4 separate regions of the Mus musculus genome follow, and all the other regions are linked to region 1. Evidence: chromatin contacts called from public HiChIP or PLAC-seq and promoter capture Hi-C data. All regions are on one chromosome and are shown on one strand. The core of a region is the stretch at or near the end of the contact, and the rest is flanking DNA. Distances in the headings are between cores, read along the strand shown. Region 1 holds the start of Sorcs3 (sortilin-related VPS10 domain containing receptor 3). Region 2 overlaps Sorcs3 (sortilin-related VPS10 domain containing receptor 3). Region 3 overlaps Sorcs3 (sortilin-related VPS10 domain containing receptor 3). Region 4 overlaps Sorcs3 (sortilin-related VPS10 domain containing receptor 3).

Region 1 (6,253 bases), core at 2,709-5,208:
CTAAGGAGAAATGGTACCTGACCTAAGGGGAGGATACAGAATAGGGGTTAATCCAAGAGAGAAGGGGTAGGAGTGAGCTGGCTGTGCCTTCGCATCTTCACACCCTGCAGGGCCATTTGCCAACTCACTGAGCGAGCAAGGAAGCCTCTTCCCCCACCTGAAGGAAATGGAGAGAATAATGGGTTTTCCTGTTTCTCTGTAAGCCATGGGGACTGGGTTCCACGGGGTGTTTGTGAAACACTCTCTAACCTATTCCAGTCAGCTGGAAACTAATAAGACAGCAAGAACAGGAGCAAATCGTCTCCAGGGCAGAGGCTCTGAGGCCAGGGCTACCCACCTTACCCTAGCCAAATCAGTGTGATCAGAGTCAGGCCCCACATCTTGATGGTCCTCTCCTCCTCTCTGCCTTGTCTGCTAGCACCTCGTTCATCTCCCCCCAAGCAAACCCACCCTAGTTATTAGTACCAAAATAAGCATTTGTCCCAGCAATCAGAACAGGGCCAAAGGTCCTGGGTATTTGAGTCGGCTATGAACCCACTCCTGGGGACTGTTTGGCTGTGCTCTTGGCCAGCTCCAGCAAGAACACAGCAGCCCTGTCCTTATATACAAAGATCTCTTCTTGGCCCTGTGCTCCTGAAGTTCACACTGAGCCAGGAGGGTGGGGCTGAGGATGCTCAGCTTAAATATTTCTGATTGTAAACTCTATCAGAGTAGAGCTCAGCGTTCAGCGGACTAACACCCACCCACCACCAAAGAAATCCATTATCAAGAGCTGAAGTTCACCACAGGCGCCTGGGGGAAAAAAGCAAAAAAAAAAAAAAAAAAGAAAAGAAAAGAATCCAAACTGCTAATACTGGTCAGAAAGCCTGCTTAATGTTTCAGCTTCCATTTTTTAAAAAAAAGGTGGAATTGTCTTTCCAGGTCAGAAGACCCTGCTAAGGCCCTATGACATCTTCCTGCACATAGAAACAGTATGTAAAAAAAGACCTCCTCATCTTCTCACCTTCTCTTCTTGCTGTTGGCAAAGGAGGGAAAAACACTGCTGAAGCTGCTCGCAGCAACTCTCCCAAAGAGCTCTTCCTCTTTATAGAGCATCCCAGGCTATGAACTAGCTGGTTCATAGATGGCTCAAATCTCCATGCTCAACTGGTCTGCTACCCAGGACATTTGTCCCTGTATTGATTGAAGGGGCATTTTCCAGTGGGCACAAGCCAGACCATCCCTCGCATCCTTTGCCAATCAACCACCCTAAAGCTGGACAGAGAAGGCCATGCAGTTACCTGTTTGTGAGAAGTGCTTTCTCTCTAAAGTCCCATCTCCAGGGGTCTTTGTCAAGATTTTTTAAGTGACTCTTAAAATTAAAGCAGGGATGGAACACTTCCGGCTGAGTGAATTTGGTAATAAAGCCTCGCACATGTACAGCTATCCCCTCCTCAAGGACGAGAAAACCAAGAACATTTCCTCACTACTCCTAATTATCAAACTTAAATGAAGTCGGAACTCACAAGCTCTGCTTCTCCCTCTCCTTGTCCCTCCCCCTCTGTCTCTATATCTTCTTCCCTCCCATTCCTCCCCTGCTCTGTCCACACACAAACATCTCCTGTGGACTTGAAAGTAAGTCTTCAGTCGCCCAGCCCTGCAAAAGTGCATCTTTACTCAAAGTTATCCAATCCAAGCCTTGGGGGTGGTGGAGCTATCTTGATGGAGATAGGCAGATGAAGCCATTAGTCACCAAGCTGCCCTGTGTGTTTCCACTCTTCTCCTTAGAACCCAGCATCTGGTACTCAGCCCCACCCCCACTGTGTATCACTGACAACCAGTAAATCTGTACTTGGTTACTGCTTGTGTGATGAGCTCTGCGGCCCCCTGGCTTCCCTGTTATTCAGTGCTCAGCCCTGTGACCCCCACGCTCTGGCAAAATAAGGCAAACATTTCCCCAGGAAGTCTTTTTCAAAGGCCTGTCATGAGGGGAGATACAAAAGAGGCAGCACTTTCCAATAAATGAGCTCTCAACGCTGCTTGTGAATCCCTAGTCCTCTTAATGGAACCCCTGCTCAGCCCTAAGTCTGGTTCTCAACTGAACTGGAAAGTCACACCAGAAAGAAAAAGAAAAAAAAAAAGGACGATTGGCAAGGCCAGGTGAAATAGCACAGCGATCATCGGAGGAAAGGGGTTTGGAGGAGCCAGTTCTTGCTGGGAGTATTGAGGAGAAATGAGCCGGTTAACCAGGCTCTGCCCGCGGCTGCCCAAATTAGACCCTATTCATCTGGGCACCCCGTTCCTGAGCCCTGAAGCTCTGGAGCTGGCGTAAGGAAGGTGCCACCTCTTGATGCAACAAAATCTTGTGGGCCCAGATGGCAAGGGAAAAGGGGGAAGAGATGTGCTCAGAAAGGGCAGGGTCTCAACTTTGATCCCAGAGTCCCTGAGCCATTTGTGAAGCAGGACACAGAGGCAAAAGTGAGTTTTCTGCTCCCCTACTCGTGCGTGCAGAGCGAGCAGGAGCACGAGGATAAGCAGTAGGAAAAGGGTGTGGAAATTCGCTTCACGCCTTAAACTTTTTTCCCTGCCTGCCCCCACTAGGAAAGCCTTCCAGCTTGGATGATGCAGCCCGGCTCCCAGCCTGGCTAGAACGTCATGTGCTGAGCAGCGACCCCAAAATGAACAAGTGTTCTGCTGTCCCTGTGGCCTCAGTCTCCCTAGCTCCCTGGTTCCCTTCACATGACCCCAGGGCTAAAAGGGAGCTCCTCCAGTCTCGGGAATTTGTCTAGAGATTTCTCCACATCAGCCCATGTTTACACTCACGAATTCAAGCATCCATCCTTTCCCCAGAAAAGAAAAAGTCACTCTCCGACCTGGATGCGGGAGAGAGTGACCAGATTCCTCACCCAGACAGCTTTTAAGACACACTTTCCTCTTAGCCCTCCAGACAGCCTCAGTACTGGGGTCTTCAGTAAACAGATGCACACGCCATCTTATAACAAAACTCGGCTAACCTGTTGGGGGCGTGAAGTGGGCAGGACAAACCCCTCTCTAAAAGTCCGGGGATTCTGATTCTCCTTCTGGACCCTGAGAAACTATCTGTCCCTCGCCCCTCTCCTCACCCCCCCCCCCACCACCCCCCGCCTCCCATTACCGTTACCCTCGGCTGTCAGGAGACTAGCGATCTGTGCCAGATGGGTACTCACACTGCTGTTGTGTCCCGACCAGTGCACCATGGCTTGGTTATGAGCCGAGTCCCCGGTCAGTGCAAAAGACGTGCTGGGCAGCCGGAGCTCCTCAGTGGACGCTCCTCCAGTCCGCGTCGCCCTCACCTCCTCTCGCGAACCCTTGGTGTGAGGACGGCTTCCTTTGGCACCATCTGCGAGAGCAGTAGCCCAAGAGTCCCCGCGCTCCAGGGGGCTTGGGGGCTGCGCCCGGCGAGTCCTCCTCGCACTGCCCGCCTGGCTAGGAGATGGAATGCCCGGGACCCACCTAGCGCCTTCAGGCGACATTCCCGCAGCTTCAGTCCGTATCTCCCCGCGGCTCGCCTGGGATAGTGGCTCTAGCCTGGACCGGCGTCTCGGTGCAGCGGCTCTCCGTGCAGATGCCAGCTCCTCAGGCCACCGGTTCTCCGCTGCCCGTGGCAAGAGAGGAGGCAACACTGGTGGTCGTGAAGCCGGGGACACCAGGCGCCCCGGACCTCCTGTCGCGCCCCAAGTGATCTCGGCGCCGGCCAGGACCCATGTTGACAAGAGCAGCAGCCCAGTCCGGGCGAGGGGTGCCCCGGGCCAGCCTGCGGGGCGCTCAGTGCCTGCCGCCTCCATCCCGCTGCGGCTACCACGGCTCGGGCTGCCGAGTGTGTGGCGCCCGCCGAGGTGCGGGTCCGATGGAGGGGGGGTGGGGGGTGCTGGAGGGATGCGCGCGCCGGCAAGCAAGCTAGCGAGTGTGTCAGGGGAATGAGGAGGGGGCGGCCGGGAAGGAGGTGGTTCGCCTGTCCCTTACACTCTTCCCCTCTGGATCGCTTGCTCCCAGGTCCAGAGGGTGATTCCAAAACCCAAAGGCAGTTTATTAAATGCTCTCTCGATGCTCTGGCCGGTTTGATGCTGTTGTTAAAATGCCCCCCCTCCCAATCTTTTCCACCGACCTCTTTTAAAAAATTTGTGAAAAGGAGTGTTCAGAGGGAATAGGGAAATCCTCTTAAAATGGGCAACGCTAGCTGGATCTTGGAGGAGGGGGGGGGGGGGCTCACAGCAGACCCTTATCCGGAGTCTTTCGGAAATCCAACCACCAGCCAGCCAGCTTCGGGCGCGGAGTTGGGAAGCCGCTCCTGGCTGCGTTTGGGGATTCACTCTTCGGTCTGTTCTTGGGAGCGGGAGACGGCGTGCGGGAAGTATAGGGTCTCCGGGAGGAGAAGGAGGAGTAAATTATCTCCACTGCCAACTGTTCTCGATCTGGAGACCAGGGCCAGGCGGGAGCTACCGCTCTGAAGCCAAGCGCGGGATGGACCCACGACTCTGCTCTGGGCTCCCCGCCCCCGGAGGCCTGCGCCCCCTCCCGGTGCGGGGGCGCGGGGAGTGCGTGCGTGCGCGTGCGTGCGCGCAGGCGAGAGAGGGAGAGAGGGAGACCAGGGTGTTCCAGGGCTGGAGGGAGGGCGCCTGGGGGGTCGGTACCTGGTTGAGCTGGGGGGGGGGGGTGTTGCTGGGTGTGCGGGGGCGCGCGGCTCCCTGCGTGCGCGTTTACACTGGCTTGTGTGAGTGAGAGCGGCGGGGCGGGGCGGGGCGGAGTGCGAGGTGCGCTCCGGCCGTGGGTGCTCGAGAATCACGCATAGGCTGTTTGCACATCCAGAAGCCTGTGAGTGGTCAGAGGCAATGTGGAGAACAAGGGTAGCACCCCTCTTCATGAGGCACGGTCCTCCAGCACCTGTGGGCGTCATCAGATTAAGCCGCCTGGAGGTCTGGAAAGCGAGCCTGAAAGCCGCCGGGCAAAGCAAAGGCTGATATTCTGGGGACCCTACACTAGATGTGGGAGGACAGTAGTAGATCCAGGTCCTGTTTTCCTGCCAGGGACTGCTAGGTCTTGCCCTTCTGACCCCCAGACGCGCTTTTGAGCAGGGCCACTTGTTTCAAAGTGTCTGCCACTATTTGGAAGGTCCCCTGCCCAAAGCAGCAAGCATTTATCAGGTCCCCTGTCCCCCGTGGCAGGAGGGTATGCGCGCCTGATGCGACTGGGACTCTTCCAGACCTCAGGAAGACAGAGACTTTGGTGAGGTGGAGAGAGGGGTGCTAAGCTTGAGGGCTGGCTGGAGACGTGGCTTACAACCTTTAGGACAGGTGGCCTCCAGGAAACACCGGAAAAGGATGGGGGAGGGGGGAGTGCCAAGGCTAAACGAGGAACATAGCCTCCAAGTTGTTCCTTCCCCTTAGGAATTAGAAGAGATTCTTTGTAGAAGGTGAAAGCTGGCGATGGAAGAGGAATTGTGGTTGGAGGTGTGAGCAAACAAAGAGGGGAAATGGAAGAGGGGAGGGGAGAGGATGATGCGAAAGAAGAGTAGGAACTCTGAGAACACCCTGGGAAAGATCAGGTGTGCTGCGATGCGAAGGAGCGGGGTTCTGGGCCTGAAGGATGCAAGCCAGGGATTCCCGGGAGCCCTCGCCTTTTGAACTTGCTTTCCCACCAAAGCTAAAATGAAAATTGGGAGCGGAGAAGATGGCTAGGCTGGACAAAGAAGACAAGGGTAATTCCCACCAAGAATGAAATGAACTTGGCATTCGTGGATTTTTTTCCAGACGCGGGTCAGCGCGTTGATGCAGGGGTGAAAAGTTGCAAAGCTACGGATCCAGGTGGGCGCTGGAGCCAGTGCTGGGAGAGAATAAGCTATCTGCTGGTGCCCAGCGCCCCTACCGGAGAAGGCGGGGAGCTGCAACCGCAACCTAGTGAGGTTTACCCCCCTGATCCGTTTCTAAGCAGGGTGCTAGGATTTAAGAGATCTGGTATGTCCGTTCACTTCTGGATACAAGGCTCTTACAGCCTCCCAAGTCTCCCCACAAGGGAGGAGCTGACCAATTTCCTCGCCGCCGCCTCTATGCGCACCCCCACCCCCACCCCCACTCCCCCGCGCGGGCACACACACACACACACACACACACACACACACACACACAAGGAAAGCAATCCGCGAACCTCTAAGTGAGTTTGCCTTTCTCATCAGGAACATCTACCCTTGTGATTCCCAAGAGAGATCTTCCAGGCTGACTCAGCAGCTAAAATGTTGAAG
Region 2 (6,253 bases), core at 2,735-5,234, 600 kb before region 1:
GAAGCTAGTTGGATAATTTTTAAACTGTTATGGACTAGAAGCCAGGGAAATTGGAGCAGTTTTAAGAACAAGTTCATTATTTATATGAACTTATCCATATCATGTCATTTAATCTAAGTACCAACCCTATGAAACACATGCCTTTATCTTCAATTTTAAAAGAGGAAAATTGGACCGTATTTGTCAGTTTTGCTCTAGAATGACTCAGAAAATTGGAAGGTGGTAGCTCTAAATTCTATAGAGATATTTAGTTTCCATGAGAACTGGAGTTTGACCCTGGGGTTTTTTCTTCCTCTTCCTCTTCCTCTTCTTGTTTTCTTCTCTGCTTTTGTTGCTAGAGTTCTTTGTTTGATTGCTGCTGTTGTTTTGTATCTAACACTCCATTGCATTTGTAAAATGAACTTTGTAATACTCATGGCACATGGGTTGCCAAGCAACTGTGTTAACAAGGCAACAGAAGAGGGGTGCTAGATAGATGCTGCTACATGATGAACACACAGAGGGACTTAGGTTCTAATCCTTCTGAACACTGTAAATATGGAAGACATACTGGCCTACAACCAGGCTGTCTGATGATACCTGGTAGTCTGCTGTAATGAAAATGTAGTTTTGTAATTTTTAAGAAGGTATGGGATGGTTCTGACTTTACAGTTTTATAAGAGACATGGACTTTAGGTCTGTTGTGATATTATGTGTAAAAATAGGAGAACTGCATTCCTCATTGAATTCCAGTTTATCCTTTACAGTGCTAGTTTTTCTAGCATGGCCTTACCTATGAGCTTAAAACTTAAGAACCTGGAAATGGGCCTTTCATCTTTCTGAAGATCAATAACTACGCCATAAAGTAGTGTGTCTGTGTGTGTGTGTGTATCCATACATATGTATATCATATATATATATATGGAACTTATGGTTTGAAATAAGCTGCTGCTGATCAGAAATCTCTTAACTTGTGCCTCTCAACGTTCTTTGTTTCAAATAACCCATGGATACACTAATTTATAATGGTTTTACATCAGATAATACAATTGGGCAACTTTCAATATTTCCGTTTTTACCCAAGAAGAAAAAGACAAATCTGGAAGCTATTCTCATGTCTGTAGATTAATGTGTATCAGGAGGCAGAAGTAGGATTCCTACCCATCCCCTCTCTGAGCTATTTCAGAGGCAGAGAAAGCTGTGATTCCAGGGTACAGGAGAACCTTGAGAGAGTCTGCTGATGGAGTTGACAGCTGCATCTCAGCACGTCTTCAGGCTTAGCTGTTGTGTCTAGAATAGCCTTAGAGAAGACAATTGTAATGCAAAGAGATTCTCCAGAATGGAAGAACCCTACACAGAAACAGCTAAAGCCAACCATACTTTTAACCCTGTCCCTCAGTCTGCTACTGAGAAATCTGAAAGCCACATGCTGGTGGTGGTTCCAGTGTCTCTATTCTTAGCCAGGGATTCAAGTGAAATTCTTGACTGACTCAAATGTTCTCCTGTTTTTATTTCATTTTGGTTCCTTGCTAATCTGAGGGAGCAACTTTACTAACCCAGACATAACAGGAGAACTCAGCTCCCATGGAAAGCAACACCTTTCCAGTGAGGTGAGATTTTAGATACTTCACACCACTTGAGAAGCTCTACATTTAAAATCCATTCAAGAAGTAGAGCTACTTTCAGTTGTAAACTGATAGGCTAAAAAGCTTCTTAAGGAGATTCCCTAAGGAATATTCGTGATAGTCGATGAAGGAAAAAAAAAATTAACTTCACAACTTGTGGCCCTGAGCATGTAGTTTGGTGAGAAATCACTGAGTCAGCTTGTGAAAGACTATAGGTTCAATCCTCAGACTGCATAAAAGAAATACAAAGATGAATATGACTAAAAAGAAGCAATATGAAGAATTATGTATAATTTTAAATACAGTGACATCAAAATCAAACCACATTTGCCTAATCCCTTATCTTCAAATACAATTTCAGAATAGTTGATTAGTTTTCAAAACATGATCTAAATTTTGGACCAAATCTTTCTGGTTTCTTAGGTTTCTGAGACTCTCAGAAATATATTAGATATTTTACTTAATAGAGGGATATAAACAGACTACTTACATTCCTCAAACTGCTGTCAGGAAGGAGTAGATCAAAGGGAGGACCTATTTCTCCACAGTTGTCCTTCCTCTTGATCACATCTTCTAGTGGGTTGAATGATCAAGGTTCATATATTTGGATGCTTGGTCAACACTTAGTGGAAGTATTTGGGAAGGAGAAGGAGTTGTGGCATGGTCAGAGGAAGTATGCCTTTGAATTTTCACAAGCCAACTCTTTCTTCTGTTATTTCTTCCTCTCTCCCCAGTGCATAAGAACCAGAATGTAACCTTTCTTATTCTGCATCATGCTTGTGTGTCAGAGGTAAGCTCTTAGTTGCTGCTACAGCACCATGCTTGCCTGTCTTCCTGCCTGCTGCCATGCTTACTGCCATCCTCCCGGCCTTGAGGATAAGCCCCCAAATTAAGTCAATTCTTTTATAAGCTGTCATTGTCATAGTGTCTCTTCACAGCCACACAAAAGTTATAAGACCCGAGTGGCAGTTCCAGATCATCCACTCATTGGAAATTAGTATCCAAAGCCTTTGTGGTTGCTAATATCTATGCCCAAAGACCTGGCCATTCACATTTGAATAACAAACATGGATTCTGATTTAAAAAGATCATTTAACAGAAGCCCCACTAGGGTGATAGAAAATAAAGAAGGCTAACAAATCTCTATTGTTTTAAGTTGCTCATTCCTTCCCTGTGCTGGCAATATTTATCCACAGCTCACTCTATGTAATCTAGTAGTGACCACCAACACAGGAGGAAGAGTGTATTTCCTTGGGCCTTGATGTTAGACATGGCAATGTGAGCAAAGGTAAATAGAAAAAAATGGCTAAGCATTCACACCAGGTTTCAGCATGTCTTGTGTGGAATTCTGCAATTTTCTTATAGGGCAGACTCAAAACACCGGACACCAGCTTGCCGGGTATTCCAACCTAGCCTGCAAGGCCTGAGCTTACCAAATCACAATCATAACTCATAAACTCATAAACTCATAGACTCATAAACAAAAGATACATACGTATGTGTTCCAATAAGCCTTTCCTTTTGAGGGGTGCAGGGTGGGGTGGCTATGTAATAGTATTGAAGCCATGTCTTATGGATACACTATGTAAAAAATAAAAACACTAAAAGAGAGAATTCTCCGCCAAGTAAATAGCTTTGATGTACAAAAATACATTTATTTTCAACAATTTCAAAACCACTGTCTTTTTTTTTACAGTAGAAATATTCAAATGGAACAGTAAAACCAAGAACAGTATATGTACATATACTGTATATATATATAGATATGACTCATGCACTGTATTCCAGTATTTAGTACACAAATTGCAATTGTCTGCCCCATTTAACCCTTGAAATGAAAAAGAAGGGTCTTTAGAAACCCTTCTGATACTGACCTATGCTGCAGCCAGCTGGATGTCTCTATCACATTCTCCCTGTGTCTCACAAAGAGGAATATGAACAGCATCCCATGAGGGTTAACAGGTACAAAATGTGGCCTTTCTTCTCACACACACACATATATATATATATACAGTATATCATTCTTTGAAACAAGTGTGCACAGGCAGAGCCCAAAAATGAAAACGATGCTCGCAGCATGGTGTAAGGTGATCCTACTGAAAAGAATTGGCATGTTAAACAGTTGGAGGGGCTGGGGTGCTAGGAAAGCCATTCACCCCAGAGGGGAGGGAACTACCTTAAGGGAACTGAAGGCCGACATCTGACTTTAAGGAAGTTGTGTACATCTGACAAGCAAAAAGCACAGCTTTGCTAAAATCACTCCGACTAATATCATTAAAGACTAGATCTTTGTTTGGCCTGCAGGGTTTGCACAGACTCGGGATTCCACAAGTGGGAAATCCCTTCCAAGCCTCTCTGATTCTTGTCATGCCAGGTGGTGCTCACTGGACCTCACATAATGCCCAGGGAATGTTCTGAGCTCAGAACAGCTGGGCGGCTCCCCATGGGCAATGCACATATCCACGAAATCCAATTAGAAAACAGAGTGACAGGATCTTTAGATTCCTTGCTGCTTCCTTCGAGAGGACTGCTTTCTCAGGCTGATAAATACCTTTTTTTTCTTTATTTCTTTATGAGAGTTTGAAGTCTCTACTAGTCTTTGTGACTCCTTCCATGTTATCCTAGGAAGAAAAACAACCCCCATGTTCCTGAACGCCACTGAAGTCCTTCCTTTGTCAATTGCCCTGAAGAAGCCCTCCCCCATGCCCTTTATATACATAAGCAGAAACAGGCTATGGTGTGGACAGAGACGCAAGAGTTGAGTGTGAAAGACAGCTGGAGAGCATCCAGAATCCAACACATCAGGCAGGCTGGGGGGCGGTCAGCTCTGAAGGTGAGTGCAGAAGCCAACACACACATCTTTCTTTTTTTCTGTTTTCTTTTTTACTAAACATTAAATTATTTCTTAGGAAATAAAAAGCTATTTACATTGTAGTTATATACAATACACCATCTTTAGCCTCAGTTTCGACATGCATGAGGCAGGGCCTCTTTCGGAAAGGTGTGCGCGCCTTTGGCAGCTACGTCCACTCCCCCTCAACCTACGTCCTGCAATTGAACTGGGGAATGGTCTGTGTTGTATGTGTATGTAGTGTGGAGCATGGGAGGAGTAAGGAAGGATGAAGTTAACAAAAACCCAACTCAAAAAAGTCAGAACGACACAAGAAGAACCTTGCTCTCCTGACAGCAGAGTAAAGCAAGAAACCCGTGGGAAAAAGCATTCTTAATACAAATACAACCATATATTCCTTCATCCCTTTATGATCGCCTAAGAATGCCTTTTTTTTTTTTTTTTTTTTTTTTTTGCCTCCCAAAGCTAAGCATCTGCTTACTATTTATGACGGTAAACAAAAGATTAAAAAAAGACATTTTCATTTTTCCATAATAATAGTAGTAGTAGTCATCAAAAATAAAAAGTGGGGAAGGTGATTGGCCACGTGGCTTCTTGGTTAAACACTAGTGCAGTTGGGGATCTCCTTTGTGCTCTCGCTGCTTGCAATGGTGGCAATGCTTCCTGTAGAAGAGGAGAAAAGACACAGAGACGAAACTGAAGTCAGTTCCATTAGGGTGGCGAAGCTTTTTTATTCTCTGCCAAATACCAAACTGCCTGGGACAGGTTGTATGTTTTAATGAAGGAGGGCATCTCGATATTCCTACCAGTTTGCAAACTTCTCATCCACCTCCCCAAATAGTAGTACCTAGGTAGAAACAATAGTCTGACCATCATCGTATTCTGTATTGATCATTACGGCAATAGCTAGCATGTAGCAAACACTTAAAGATGGAGCAGGCATTGCACTAATTCATAACATAATTTAATGAGGGGAACAATTTCAGAGTAGAATTCCAGACAGCCTATGACAGTTAAACAGAATCCTGGTACTATTAGTCCCATTTTACAGTTGAGGAATGTTTGGTACTGAGCATTCACAAGGTTAACTGATTGGCCAAGTAAAGGCAGTCCATAGTACACACTGCATCATGTAAGTATCATTAAGGACTGATATGACTTTAGGTTTATGGACTTAAAAAAAGAAAGAAAAAAAAAAACCTCCCAATAGCAGTGGATAATTGCCTTTATCCTCCACTGGGACACCCATGTTTCTAATCTTTATTAAATTCTAATGGGAAAAAAAATATATATATAGTCTGTCAATTTCATGTAGCTAAAGGTGGCAAATGAATTTTAAAGAAGAGTATGTCACTGTAGGCAACTTTCCCCCTAGCCTTGTAGTGCAGGACTGTCTAGTGGCACACACAATGCCAGCAAATGACTGATAACTGGGTGACAGAGGACACTGAGCACGGTGGCACAGGCACACATACCTATGACCCGCGTGTCCAGCTCTTTGTCCAGCAGCTCCTCGGGCTCGGTGAAGTCACTGAGTGTGATTTTGGGTGCATTCTCACTTTGGCTCACTGACCCGATCATCTCCTGTTCCTTGTCATGTTGGACTTGGGCATAGATGTTAATCCAGGGGATTTTCCTACATGAGGTAGGAACAAAAGCAGCGTGAGATAAAAGAGCATGCCTGATGTGGGTAATAAGATGTCCTGGGAAGTAGAGGAGGAGGAAATGGTATTAAAGGGAACAGCCAGTGTCAAGGTAAGGCCTTGGCCACACAAGCTACTGAGCCCAAGCATAAAAG
Region 3 (6,253 bases), core at 1,341-3,840, 580 kb before region 1:
AAAAGGGAACAATTTTGTTATGTGATTACACTTTTATGATGTTCTGTAGCAGGCAAATATATCCCATGATGGGGAGGAGCCTGGCACAGGGACTGGCTGAGAAGATCCAGGTCACTTGAGGGAGGATGGTGATATGTTAGCATCATAGGTGGGCTACCCAAGGGACTGCTTGTCAGAGTATAAATATACACTGCAGACTCATGTATTCTATTGTTGATATATTTTATGGTATCCAAGGAGGAACTCTTTCAAGAAACAGTGAACTATAGTCAATGATTTGCAAGCTTAATGATTTAGGACAAAGCACGCAAGCTTAATTTACTTTAAAATAAAAAATGTAAAAATCAAGAGTAATGGATGGATAAGCTTGCCAAGATAGACTTGGGACATTTCCCTAATAAATATTATGATGAATATATGAACTTTTCTTGCAAAATTCTGACCATTTAACTATACATATGACTTTTTGTTTATTTGTTTGTTTCTGGGTTTTTTTTGTTTTTTGTTTTTTGGGTTTTTTTTTTGGGGGGGGGGTTCTCTGTAAAGCTCTGACTGTCCTGGAACTCACTCTATAGACCAGGCTGGCCTTGAACTTGGAGATATGCCTGCCTCTGCCTCCCAAGTGCTGGGATTAAACCATTGCCCGGATTGAATGTTTTATCATAAGTACTAGGTGTAAATTTTTCAGAAGGGACAATAAGGATGTTTTTATTTTTCCAAGACTGAATCATTCCCTCGGGTGGTGACTATCTTAAAGTGTCCTTCTATCCAGCCTGCTGCCTCTTAGTTCCTCCATTGCTCAACATCAATCCTTTCTTCCTCTTTCCCTTGTTTTCTTTTCAGGGAACCTCTGTGGGTCCTAAGCGGGGCATGTGGCCCTCTCCCCTGCGTAGAAGATTCTTTACATCCCAAGACTTATCTGACTATGGCATTTTTATCAATAGCATCATGTCCTCTGAGAGGGGCTTATTCCCTCCTGCTCTAGCAAATCTTATCTCCTCTCCATCTGGCCACTTCCCCAAGTTCCAGAGCCAAGTGAGGGTGCAGGGCTGAAGGACAAAGGGAACACACCATCAGAGGTGAGTGAGCAAAAGCCTCATGCCAGCCAGTCAGGGCACAGAGCCACAGCAAACAAACTCTGATGAATGCGGATGCTTGGTCTCTGGGTGGCAGGGCACAGACAGGCATCTATGCCGGATAAATAGCAGGAACTAATTCTGTTTTGCAAATTGCTTTTGTTTTTCATCAGCGGTTATGGCACCGTGGCTGAGTTCACCTTCCCGAGAAAGCTGGAGCAGTCATCAGGATCCTTGAGTGCTTCATTGGCCACTGATACAGAATGCCCAATGCTAAATTAAATCAAGTATTTTAAGGTTCATTTACTCAAATCTATTAGGCATGCAGACACATTTATTAAGCCAGACCTCTGTTAATCCCAGCAAATTGGCCATTCAGAGACCCACAAACCCAGCAGGCAACAGATTGACTTCTCGGCTCTGCTTTGTCCGAGCTGCAGGGCCAGCTTGCAGTGTGGCCCCTTAGAAAAATATTTCCTGCACTGCCTAGGCTTTGGGTTATATTCCTCACAATGAAGAGTCCTTCACATATGACAGGTCACAAACTATCCAACTGTGCCTGGCAAGAAATAATAAAAGCTCTGAGAAACTATTTAGTTATAAGATTGCCACTTGACTAATGGACTAGCAACCGAATCTGGGGAAAATTCTCTGGATACAGGCTACACCAGCAGTCTACACAGCAAGAATGTTGCACATCATAAAATATCCACAGTTTAAAATGTGCACCTTGATCAAGCCTACCACTGCCAAATTGAATAAACAATGCAGTCATTATGCTTGCCTCACTTCAAACCTTCTGTATATTATATAGCAATGTGTGAAAAGTGCTTATCATATGAAATGAAAAGGCAGAATGTATAATTGTGGGAATATCATGCTGGGAATTATGAAAAAAAAGTTAAACATGCACAAAGGTAAGAAAGAAATAAAGCAAAATAGTATTTATAACTGTGCTATAACTATAGATTAATGGGGAAGTTCAGTTAAAATTAGTAATTGAACATTTATGCACAATACACCAAACACACACACACACACACACACACACACACACACACACACACATACACACACACCACTACCTCCTGAGGTTACCAGCCTAAGTATCCTCTGTTTATTAAATAAATAAAGCTGTTCTGATGATTAAATAAAATAATGAATTGAGAAAATACAACAAATACTAGGAATAACTAGTTAAAATTAGGGCTAGTTCATTTAAAAGAACAGTTTGCCACGCAAAGGAAGCCAAATAGCTCTGAAGGTGACCACACTTACTCACACTCAAAGACACTCATTCCTTTGTCAACCAAATGTGGTCATTTGATAAACCATGGGGCCATGTGGCCCCCTTTCTCGATGCTGTGTTTCTACCATGGTGATAACACTAAAATACTGAAAATGTATCTCTTTCAAATGCAGGAAGTAACTGCTTTTTGTAAACACCTACATGACCTGCAGAATTATATCAGACTTTTATCCCGGTATGTAAAACAACATCTGATGTTCCCTAATGCCTTGTCATGGTTTCCATGACTCATGAGCATTTTTTAGCTGATACTCATGGCAATGGTCAATTGTAGTTACTACTGTTAGTACTTAGATCCAACAGTTAATACAACTCAATGAAAGTTAAGTGTTTTGACAAAAGGACTAGAACAAAGAAAACTATATCTGTATTTTAACCCAGGTTTGTCATCTTCTAAAGCTATTTTTATACTTTTCAGTCTTAGGCATTGTTAGCTTTGTTCTTTGGGAATGAATATTAACTCTAAGACCTTTCTTTCTTGGGTACTTGTATGCTAGTTACCATTCCTCAGCTTGTAGATGGGAACTTTTTTTAACCAAAGAAATACTTCTAGTAATCAATTAAAAAATTAAAACTAAGTTGCCAGTATGCACTTTAAAATCTCATAATATGTCATAACATCTATATGTGGAAGAGAGATTTCAGTGTATAACTCCAAGATGGTCACATGTTAAGTATTAGTTTCTTTGCTCCAGACTCTATAATTCAAGGTAACATATAATTATAAGGGAAATGAAAACTAAAATGTTCAATCTTTTTTCCATTCATTTGTTACTTTAAATCAAATACACATAGGCCATTATTAGGTGCTTCATATTTTAGAATCAGCCCTCAAAAGAAATAAGCCACTGCAGAGACAGATTACATTTGCACCTTCAGCGTCCTGTTGGCTGCCAAGTTAATCTCTATGTTGAGACCCATCCAATAACTGGCCTCATTACAGACAGTGGGTTCTCAGTAAAGATGATAAAGCAAATGTATATTAACAGAAAATAATTCCCCAAACACAAACTGACCTCTCACTTTCTCAGGGGAAAAAAATAAACCTTTCCTGCAATGACTTTGCTATTCTTCTTCTGTGGATATCTCATGATTTTTAAAGAAAAATGACTGCTCAGTAACACCAAGAGGAGAACCTTTCCCAGCAACGCAGCCTTCTCACGCTGAGGGATGACCTGCGCTGCATTGATTTAGGAGGCCTGAGTCTGGGGTCCGTTTCCGCAACTAATCAAGTGTTTCAAATTGGGATGCTGGTTGTACACTGTGAGCGACTTTTCTACTGCACCGAGTATAGACTTATTTGTTTCCCTAGTTAGCAAACAAAACAAAACAAAATGCAGAAGCATTAAGTCACCTCTACTGAGAAGTTAAATTAAAGCCACTGGGCAGAAATACTACAAACTGAGATTCCCCCTCGGTTCATGAACCTTTGTCCATCTTCCACTGTCCCATCTAAGAGAGCATTTTCAGTGATGTGCTACAATGCATACACTTGCTGACCATATAGTATGTGACATTTAAATATGTGGTTATCTTACTTTATACAACAGGCAAGATGAGAGAGTGAGTGAATAACATCTCAGGACAAACAACTTGATCAAGCTCAAATATTCAGGATTATCTAAAACATAGCCACTCTAGCAACCTAACTCATGATTCCCAATCCCGTGTCCATGCGCCCTCTATTGCATCATGCTGTCACCCTCCACAAGATAAGGAATAGGGCATCTCCCAGCCTTAACCTTCTAGAACGAGGACAGAGGTAGACTCCACATCATCATTCCTAATGTATAACTACACCATTATAATTTGGTACATTTCTTATGTTATTTTAAATTAATACCTTTGCCAAGATAAGCAACACCAAGTACACAATGTATTTTTAAAATAAACAAAGTCAGGGAGTGAAACCCACAGGGAGGATCCAGTGAGTCATAGGAGCCTTCATGGCTTGGAAAATTTTATAGCCAGGAGCTGACCAGGTTCTCCCATAAATACTGGAGAAATGTGTGTTTGTGCTTCTTTCAGTGAGAGGGGATAAGGGATCATTTATAAGTGCATCAGTGCACTGTGGCTTAAAAAAAATATTTTCCTAGAAGAAACTATTAAATCAGAGCCTAACTTGCAAGGGTTTTATCTTAGTCTAACAGCCATAGGAAAAAGAGATACTATCTCAATACAAACCCAACCTAATCTCTCTCTCTCTCTCTCTCTCTCTCTCTCTCTCTCTCTCTCTCTCTCTCTTTGTGTGTGTGTGTGTGTGTGTATACTGTGAAACACCTAGGAAGTACACAATGAAATGAAGTACAATATAAATGAGGAAATTGAAACCAAAAAAAAAAAAAAGAAAGAAAAGAAGGGGAGGGGAGGAGAGAGGAGGGGAGAGGGGAGAGGGGAGAGGGGAGAGGGGAGAGGGGAGAGGAGAGAACAGAACAGAAGAAGAAGCTAATGATAGTAACACTGTCTTTAGATGGATTTGGTAGTAAGAGAACACCTGTGAGGAAGGAATCTCTAAAACCGAGACAAAGCAGCTGAGACTCCCACAATAAAAAATAAAGAGATCAAAGTATGGTGAAGACTGAAAAGATAAAGTAAATAAAAACAGAACAAAACAAATCCAAGAATGGAACTAAGTACAAAAGGTATGGATGTGTGTGTGTGTGTGTGTGTGTGTGTGTGTGTGTGTGTGTGTGTGTGTGTGATATGATACCAGAGATCCCAGAAAAAGAAAGATTAAAGCATGCAAGGAATTCTGGGAAGAAATAAATGCTGTGTCTCAACTACATTGTTTTCAGAAAAAAACTACAGCTCCTCAAAGGCCAGTGCTCCCTAAATCACACCAATAATGAAGACCCAGCAGTCAGGCACGGAAGTCTCAAACTACAGCTCTTAGAAGAAGAGATACATAAAGAAAAATAACATGATATAAACAACAAAAGTGGTAAGACATAGTTCCGAAACATCTCAAAGACTATACGGTTACAAAGAATGTGTTATGACATAATTAATGACTTCAGAAAAAAAGCAAACTTTCCTAAGAGAAAAAAAAATACACTTCTAACTTTGCATCCTGGATAATTATCCTGTAAAAGTGAAGGAGAAAAAGAACTTTCTCAAACCAAAGGGACCTTTCTTATCAGCAAATGAGCTCTGCAAGAATTGTTAAGTTATTTTAAAGGACAGAAAATAATGTGGTAAGAAACTCTGAAAAACATATAGAGCATTCACAGAAAAATGAAGATATTTTGTTTTTCCTTTTCATTGTTAGCATAACAAGGAACATTATCTTCAAAACAGTAACAGTAACTATGCATTTGATTCCATGTGCTTAAATGTGTTGAGTGACGATTGTGACAGAAGAGGCAGGGGAGGATTTATGATCATCCCATTAGTATTAGGTACACACATGACTCATGGATAAAGCTTTTAAAAGTACATGTGATATGCTAGAGAAGAGGGAAGATCAGCGGGGGCATTCATGAACTCAAGAGCCCGATCAACTTTATATTATTGCGTATATAGAGATAACTAAAATTACAGCAGAATATCAATAATGTTCAATCCCACATAGAACTTTTACCTAGGAAAAGAATATTCTGGACCATTAGACATTCTTAAACAAATTGGAAAGACTAGATATCCTGCCATGCTGCCCTTAGACTGTAATCTGATCAAGTTATAACCAGCAACAAAAAGATAACTAGAAAATCTACAAATACTGGGCATTAAACAAAATACTTCTAAAATGAATGGGAGACAAAGAGAAATCTGAAAAGAAACTAGCTGTAAATTAAACAAATAGGAAAATATTACTTACCATAATTTGCAAGGTTCACCAAAAGCAGGGCCTGGGACAACGCTGATAACT
Region 4 (6,253 bases), core at 1,483-3,982, 520 kb before region 1:
ATTGCTTCCCATTGGTCTATGTGGCTGTCATCATAAAATGACCTGGAGCAGCTGAATAGCTGTGATAGAAACACTAGAGTCAGCAAAGCCTGAATTCTTTGCTGTCTGGAGAAATGATTTTGACTTCTACTCCAGTTGGCCAAAAAATTTTCCAGTAGGTAGCCATGATTGGAGGATTAGACTTTGAAGATTAAAGCTACCTATGTGTGAACTTGTGTGTGAATGTATGTATACTCTCTCTCTCTCTCTCTCTCTCTCTCTCTCTCTCTCTCTCTCTCTCTCTCTCTGTGTGTGTGTGTGTGTGTGTGTATGTGTATGTGTGTCTACATGTGTATACAAGTGTATACATGTATATGTGTGAGTGTGTATGCATGTCAAAGCTGGAGAAAAGACTCCAGTAGCAATGAGATGTCATTCCTCAGGCTCAACTTCCCTGTCCTGTCTGTGGTTTACGTCAGGACTTCCTCCTTACCTTAAACACCCACGCAGAATAGGCCAGCTTGGCCAGCTTGTCACTGAGCCCAAAAGATTCTCCTTTATGCTTTTCTTACACCAGGATTACATGGGCACAATACACTGTCTGGCCATTTATGTGGGTTCTGGAAATCAAAGCCAGGTCTTTGTTCTTGCCATGTAAGTACTTTGCCAACTGAACCATCTCTGGAATCCTACAATGGAGGCTGTTTCTTTTCCTCCTTACATCCAGGTGAGGAAACTGAACATCAGAGGGACCTCACATGGGTGGTCAGTACCATCCCCAGCCCCACCCCCCGAGATGGAGTTTGAGTGTCCAGCATCAACCTCTACACTCAACCCTTTGAAGACTACATGGAAATCTGTTGGTAAGAAACACCATTTCAGGTTGTCGACAGCCCCCAGCACATCCCAATGTGATGCAGAATGCTTGCATCCTAGCATTCAGCACTCGCATCCTTTGCTCCAAATGGAAGTTATGTCTCTAAATGGCAAGAAGCCTGGTGAGAAACTGAAGACTGGGAATCAAGCCACAGTGGGAAAAGCTGTGACTGAGGAGTTTCACTGGATTTGCTGATCGCTCGAATGACTTACTTTGGGCAAAGTCGAGTCAGGCTCTTCCAGCAAACAACAGAAAATTGAAAAACAGATCAATGGGAAGAGCTCTGGTTCATTTCCAGAGACTTTATCAGATGCAGTTACTAGACAGTAACAATGCATTTACAGCTTAGAGTTGGGCCTCCACACCCTACTCAGGCTATATATACTTAGGTGTGTGTTTCCCGCTGAGCGTGTGGCTGCTGGCTCTTAAGTGGAAAGGAGGTCTTTGCTTCTATTCAAACCTCTGCAGCTTCAGGGTTTGCATAATTTTCTAGGCAAAAATGTTATCTCTCCCCTTCACTTTAGCTATTAGTTCTGCTAGTAGAACAATGGATCAGATATTTATGCCAATTAGAGGGGGATTTGCAAAGGGAGCCAGCAAGACAGTAGAGACTAGCCAATTTGCCGAAGGCATTTGTGGGCTTCCCTACTTTGCAGCCTCTTTCTGACAGGCCCGGCACATTCCTACCCTTTCTGTTTGCTCAGACTGTGTAACCCACCTGCAATGACATCTCTGCACTGCCATGGAGTTCTTTGTAACTATTCCTCTGCCTTTCACCACCTTTCTGATGACATCCAATAGCAAGCACAATTTGCCTCAAGCCTTGCCTTTTAATTAACCCCTAATTCTTTCATGTTTTCATCATAGCCTTTTCACACATACTGTGACATAACGTTCCGGGACTCGTCTTCTTTGGCTTAGGAAACAGTGAGCCCAGAAGGTTATCCATCACTGCTTACTAAATCCTTAGAATCCTGACATGCTCCTACAAACCCTAGTGCTTCCTTACTGAACAGATCTTAGAGATTTCTTGTCCCTTCCTCCATTTGAGTTCCTAGTCTTTGCTCTTATGTTGTCTCTTTTAGGCATTTCTCTGAGCTTTAGCATCCTCATCTGCTCAGGGATGCTATTCTTGTCTATACTGCAGGAGTGCTTGGAAGGTCCAATGGAATCACATTTCAGAGAAAACACTTCATGGTGACACCTGACCCAGAGAAGGTGAAAGACGTATGCAAACTGGCTGCACATCTTTGCTGGATTCTTGCGGATTATGCTGACATCTCCTCGGCTGCTTTTGCTGTCTGCTCCTATAAGTAACTGAATTTTATTCAAGGGAAATTCTACTATTCTTGCCTTAGATATATTTTTTTTCTGAGAGGCTGCATAGTAGTCCCTGTAAAAGATTAGCTATATCATAGTGAATTGGTTCCAAATTTTCATATTAGTAAAGAAAATCAAATGCAGTATTGAGGATGCAGGAAAGAAGCTTTTCCATCCGACTCTTCATCTGAGCCACAAGAAAAAGAGCTCCCCTTAAAGCGTTATTTTGGAGGGCAAACAACCTTTCCCAGAAGTAGTGGACTATAAGGGGCCAAATGCTCTAGAATCTGCTGGCATCTTGTCACCCCAAGAGCCTCTGCCTGAGACCACAATAGGCACTCAGGCATGCCAATCACCCAGTGTATTCTCAGCCTTAAGTAATAAGAATGGTCACATTTCATTGTGAATTAGGCTAGAATAGATGGCTGCTGTCAAGGTTACCAGGGAGACATTGAAATAATAACATTTGAAACGACAATAGAAAAAAGAGCACTGAAGGCAAGCAAACCGCAGCCCTCCAAGCTGCAGACTTTGTCTCTCTGTGCGTACTTCCCAGCAGATCACAGTGTGGGACTGGACAGTTCTCACAGGAGGGAATCAGAAGCCATTGTCCATAGGGCTCTCATTCACCCGCTAAACCTTCATGCTATTCTGCTGATGCTTCGCTGCTTTCACACACCCACTCTGCTCAGAGCATAGATATACCTATTTTGATCCCAACCCAACTACCAAGCACATTACTCTTAAGCAATGACTATACCCTAAGCTTTGAATGACAGAATTCCTAGGGTTGTATAATTGACTAAAAAAACCCAAACAAAAACAAAAACAAAAGAACTCCCAGGGCTATGGCTGAGAGCAGTCATAAAGGTAATAATATAGCCCTGATTCTTGTTACTCATAGAATTATTTGCTTACTCATTCATTCAATATTTCATTCACCCAATAAGAATACATGGTTAAAGTCTGTCTTAGTACAAATCTGATAGATACTAATACTAAAGAGAAGATGTAGCAACATCTCCCTCATAGGAATATAACATCATGCCCCTCTGTACATGCATGTATATGTGCACACATGTGCATGCATGTGCATGTCTGCCTGTGTTCCTGTGTGTGTGTGTGTGTGTGTGTGTGTGTGTGTGTGTGTGTGTGTGTGTGTGTGTGTGTATTTGTGGGTATTGAAGTCCACATGTCCTTATGCTCACCTCCCGGCTTAAAATCCAGGGTCCCCTGATGACAAGTATACCTACATTTACTCTTATCATTTTGTCCTACATAAGATCAACGAAGATGACTTTCCAGAAATGAATACAGGAGGAACTTACAGCCTGTGGTGGTTTGAATAGGAATGCGCCCCATAGACTACCATGTTTCAATGCTTGGCCCATTAGGAGTGGCCTTGTTGGAGTTGACATAGCCTTAATGGAGAAAGTGTATCACTGTGAGAGTGGGCTTTCATGTCTCCTAATGTTTGAGCTCTACCCAGAGTGATACACAGTCTCCTTTTGCTACCTGCAGATCAAGATGTAGAACTCTCAGCTACCTCTCTAGCACCATGTCTACCTGTGTGCCACCATGCTTCTTACCATGATGAAAATGGACTAAACCTCGGATCTCAGCCAGCCCTAATTAAGTATTTTCCTTCATAAGAGTGGGTATGGTGTCTCTTTCCATCAGTAAAACCCAAACTAAGGCACAGCCCCACTCTAAGATGAGGAACTACAAGGCAGTAGTAGCCAAGCTGCTAGTGGAGGGAGAGACCATTTTCTTCAGTGATATGGCTCCTGGTAGGTTTCCTATTCACCAGTAGACAGCCTTATACCCATAGATATACATGCTGCCCCAACTACAATCGATGAATTATGTTTTTAAAAATTAAGAGAAATTATAGAAGACATGAAGGTGGGATGTATGGATGGAGGGAGATCTTGGAAAAGTTACAGGAGAGGAACAGGGAACGAATATAATCAAAACACATAATATTAAGGTTTAAATTTCTTAAGTAAAAATTTAAAAATGTAAAGCAAGGGCCCAACATTGTATAGTTTTTGTTTTGATGAATATTTCTAAAACCATCTGAATTTCATGAGGCATGTATGTTTTTCGATCCTGCTCTCTTATGTAAACTACTCAGGCTGCGTATTTGAAGCAAGGCAGAAGAGGTACAGAAGCTCTGGTGAGCACCTCTACATCCTCATAGAAGGGAAGGGCTACAGAACACTATCTGATCCCTTTGTAATGATTTGGCTCTGAGTTCAGTCTCCCGTCATAACCATGCAGCAAGCTCAACTCCACATGAAGGGGGAAAATTATTACCATTTAAGATTAGATATATACAACACTTAAACTGTTTCCTTAAACAGTCTAAAAAATACCAGGCCAAGGACAGATTCCTGGGCACGTGGTGTTCAAAGCCATGCCCAAGAGAAGCATACAATAAGTTAAACTATATCTCACAATAGAGCAAAATATATCAGGCCATGAGCTAAAGATAACCAAAATAGGCAAATCTCTTACAGACAAAATAAAAATAAAAGAAAATACAGAAGAGTTGAATTTGGGACATTTCACCAAGATTCTAGGGTCATGTCAGACTTGAATTGGAAAAGTAACGACTTCTGGCTGTGTACCATCAGAAAGTAGCTCATACCACCTCTTGAATACAGATGTTCATGCCCTGTAGAACTTAAAACCACAACCTAATCTTTTACTGTATAACACTAGACAAAGGAAGAAGCCTTCTATTCTATGCCTAATGAGGAAGTACCAGGCAGGGAATGATTTTGGAACGTTATCTCATGTCCTAAAAATCTTCAAACAAGAGTTTTGAGTGGATATTTGGATAGAAGTGTCCATATTATTTTATTTACTTCCTGATTTAAAAAATAATGTGAATCTTTGATACAGTATTCTGGGTTCCAAAGCAGTCATTTGTCCTTCTGATTTACTCAAGTGGGGATAATAGAAAGTAGACATTTCTTTCTGAATTGTCTATCTGGATATTATCTGGCACATAGTAGGGACCATCAATGTTTCTGTTTCTTTGTTTTGTTTGATTTGGTTTGGTTTGGTGTGGTTTGGTTTGGTTTGGTTTGGTTTGGTTTGGTTTTCCCTGAACGAACTCTAGAGGAACTCTTTATCTACACCACATAATACATTTCCCCAGAAAAGTTGTATTGTAACACAAGTCCAGCTTAAAAAATATTTGTCATGAATGTGTTCTCCCTCACGTCTTGATTATCATGTAGCAATTCAGTACTGGGGTTAGCATCTGGTCTTTCAGTTCTGACCAGAGTGTCAGGCTAGGTCCAAGTTGAAGGCTGAGCAGATACTCATGTGTGAATGCTAAATTGTGTAGTTGATTTTGACATAAGGGGACTACTTCCCTGTGTTTAAATTGTTAGAAATATCTCTAGCCAATTAGGGCTCGAGTTCCTGTGATTCTGTCAGTAGCTCTGTGATTTGATGAGTGCAAATTTAAACAGTTCCATTTCATAGATGAGGAAACTCTTGCTTTGAGAAGAAATGACTTCTTGTATTCCCCAGGGAAATGCTGAGTCTATAAATGAAGGGGAACAGAGGTCTCCAGTCTCTTCTCTGCCACAGTAAGGAAATACTCACGTCATGATGTGCGTCTCTACTCCTGCCTCCACCAACGCCCCATCCACGAAAAGAGGCAGCAATGTGAAACCATACTTGTCCCAGGAATGGCCCTCATCAAAACTCACCCTGGGGCAGAGACAAATACATGGAAGACACAGCTGAAAATACAGTCACAATCTCTGACAACCATATTTTAGGTTATTTAAGTTTCCTCTATATCTTGCTATCTGGCAATTTAGATAATCAATACTTAATCATCAACATCTCCCTATATCATAAGATTTGATCAAAATTTCTCTTCGCAGGACAGGCAGAAATGGCATAAGACCTGTAGAAATATTTTAGCATGTTAGAATTGAGGAAATACACACCACACACACACACACACACACACACACACAAGCAGGGTGGCTCAATGGATAGAGTGTCACATTTCAAATACAAAGAATGAAATTTGAGGTTCAATTCAGC

The links. Promoter capture Hi-C pulls out the DNA fragments that hold promoters and counts their contacts. HiChIP or PLAC-seq counts read pairs in DNA pulled down with a chosen protein or histone mark.
Region 2: a contact with region 1 is called in an H3K4me3 HiChIP or PLAC-seq map of neural tube, with 3 times the contacts expected there. The contact joins the enhancer-like site here to the promoter of Sorcs3 in region 1. A contact is called at or near these places in 1 of 39 promoter capture datasets (hippocampal neurons) and 6 of 115 datasets of contacts at active chromatin or transcription factors (VIP interneurons, embryonic forebrain, embryonic hindbrain and 3 more).
Region 3: a contact with region 1 is called in an H3K4me3 HiChIP or PLAC-seq map of embryonic limb bud, with 6 times the contacts expected there. The contact joins the enhancer-like site here to the promoter of Sorcs3 in region 1. A contact is called at or near these places in 6 of 39 promoter capture datasets (the 3T3-L1 cell line, cranial neural crest, embryonic stem cells and 3 more) and 7 of 115 datasets of contacts at active chromatin or transcription factors (VIP interneurons, embryonic forebrain, embryonic hindbrain and 4 more).
Region 4: a promoter capture Hi-C map of hippocampal neurons shows a contact between it and region 1, with 8 times the contacts expected there. The contact joins the enhancer-like site here to the promoter of Sorcs3 in region 1. A contact is called at or near these places in 4 of 39 promoter capture datasets (embryonic stem cells, hippocampal neurons, second pharyngeal arch cranial neural crest and 1 more), 7 of 115 datasets of contacts at active chromatin or transcription factors (VIP interneurons, embryonic forebrain, embryonic hindbrain and 4 more) and 1 of 9 other capture datasets (embryonic stem cells).

Annotation. Positions count from the first base shown.
Region 1 is chr19:48,203,730-48,209,982 of GRCm38.p6, reverse strand. It overlaps Sorcs3 (sortilin-related VPS10 domain containing receptor 3), which reads right to left and starts at 3,958. Exons shown (of 27, transcript NM_025696.3): 1 at 3,186-3,958. The coding sequence starts at 3,803.
Region 2 is chr19:48,802,487-48,808,739 of GRCm38.p6, reverse strand. Sorcs3 (sortilin-related VPS10 domain containing receptor 3) reads right to left here. Exons shown (of 27, transcript NM_025696.3): 26 at 5,931-6,091; 27 at 3,235-5,118. The coding sequence ends at 5,054. Among named protein-coding and RNA genes, the nearest start is that of Sorcs3, 600 kb to the right of the region's middle. Within about 2 kb of position 3,984, at least 5 of the 459 cell types and tissues checked have an H3K27ac peak or open chromatin away from gene starts, as enhancers often do. A contact at or near this core is called in neural tube, where this site is marked.
Region 3 is chr19:48,777,383-48,783,635 of GRCm38.p6, reverse strand. The region is part of intron 20 of Sorcs3 (sortilin-related VPS10 domain containing receptor 3); the gene reads right to left. Among named protein-coding and RNA genes, the nearest start is that of Sorcs3, 570 kb to the right of the region's middle. Within about 2 kb of position 2,590, at least 15 of the 459 cell types and tissues checked have an H3K27ac peak or open chromatin away from gene starts, as enhancers often do. A contact at or near this core is called in embryonic limb bud, where this site is marked.
Region 4 is chr19:48,722,545-48,728,797 of GRCm38.p6, reverse strand. It overlaps Sorcs3 (sortilin-related VPS10 domain containing receptor 3), which reads right to left. Exons shown (of 27, transcript NM_025696.3): 14 at 5,801-5,908. Among named protein-coding and RNA genes, the nearest start is that of Sorcs3, 520 kb to the right of the region's middle. Within about 2 kb of position 2,732, at least 7 of the 459 cell types and tissues checked have an H3K27ac peak or open chromatin away from gene starts, as enhancers often do.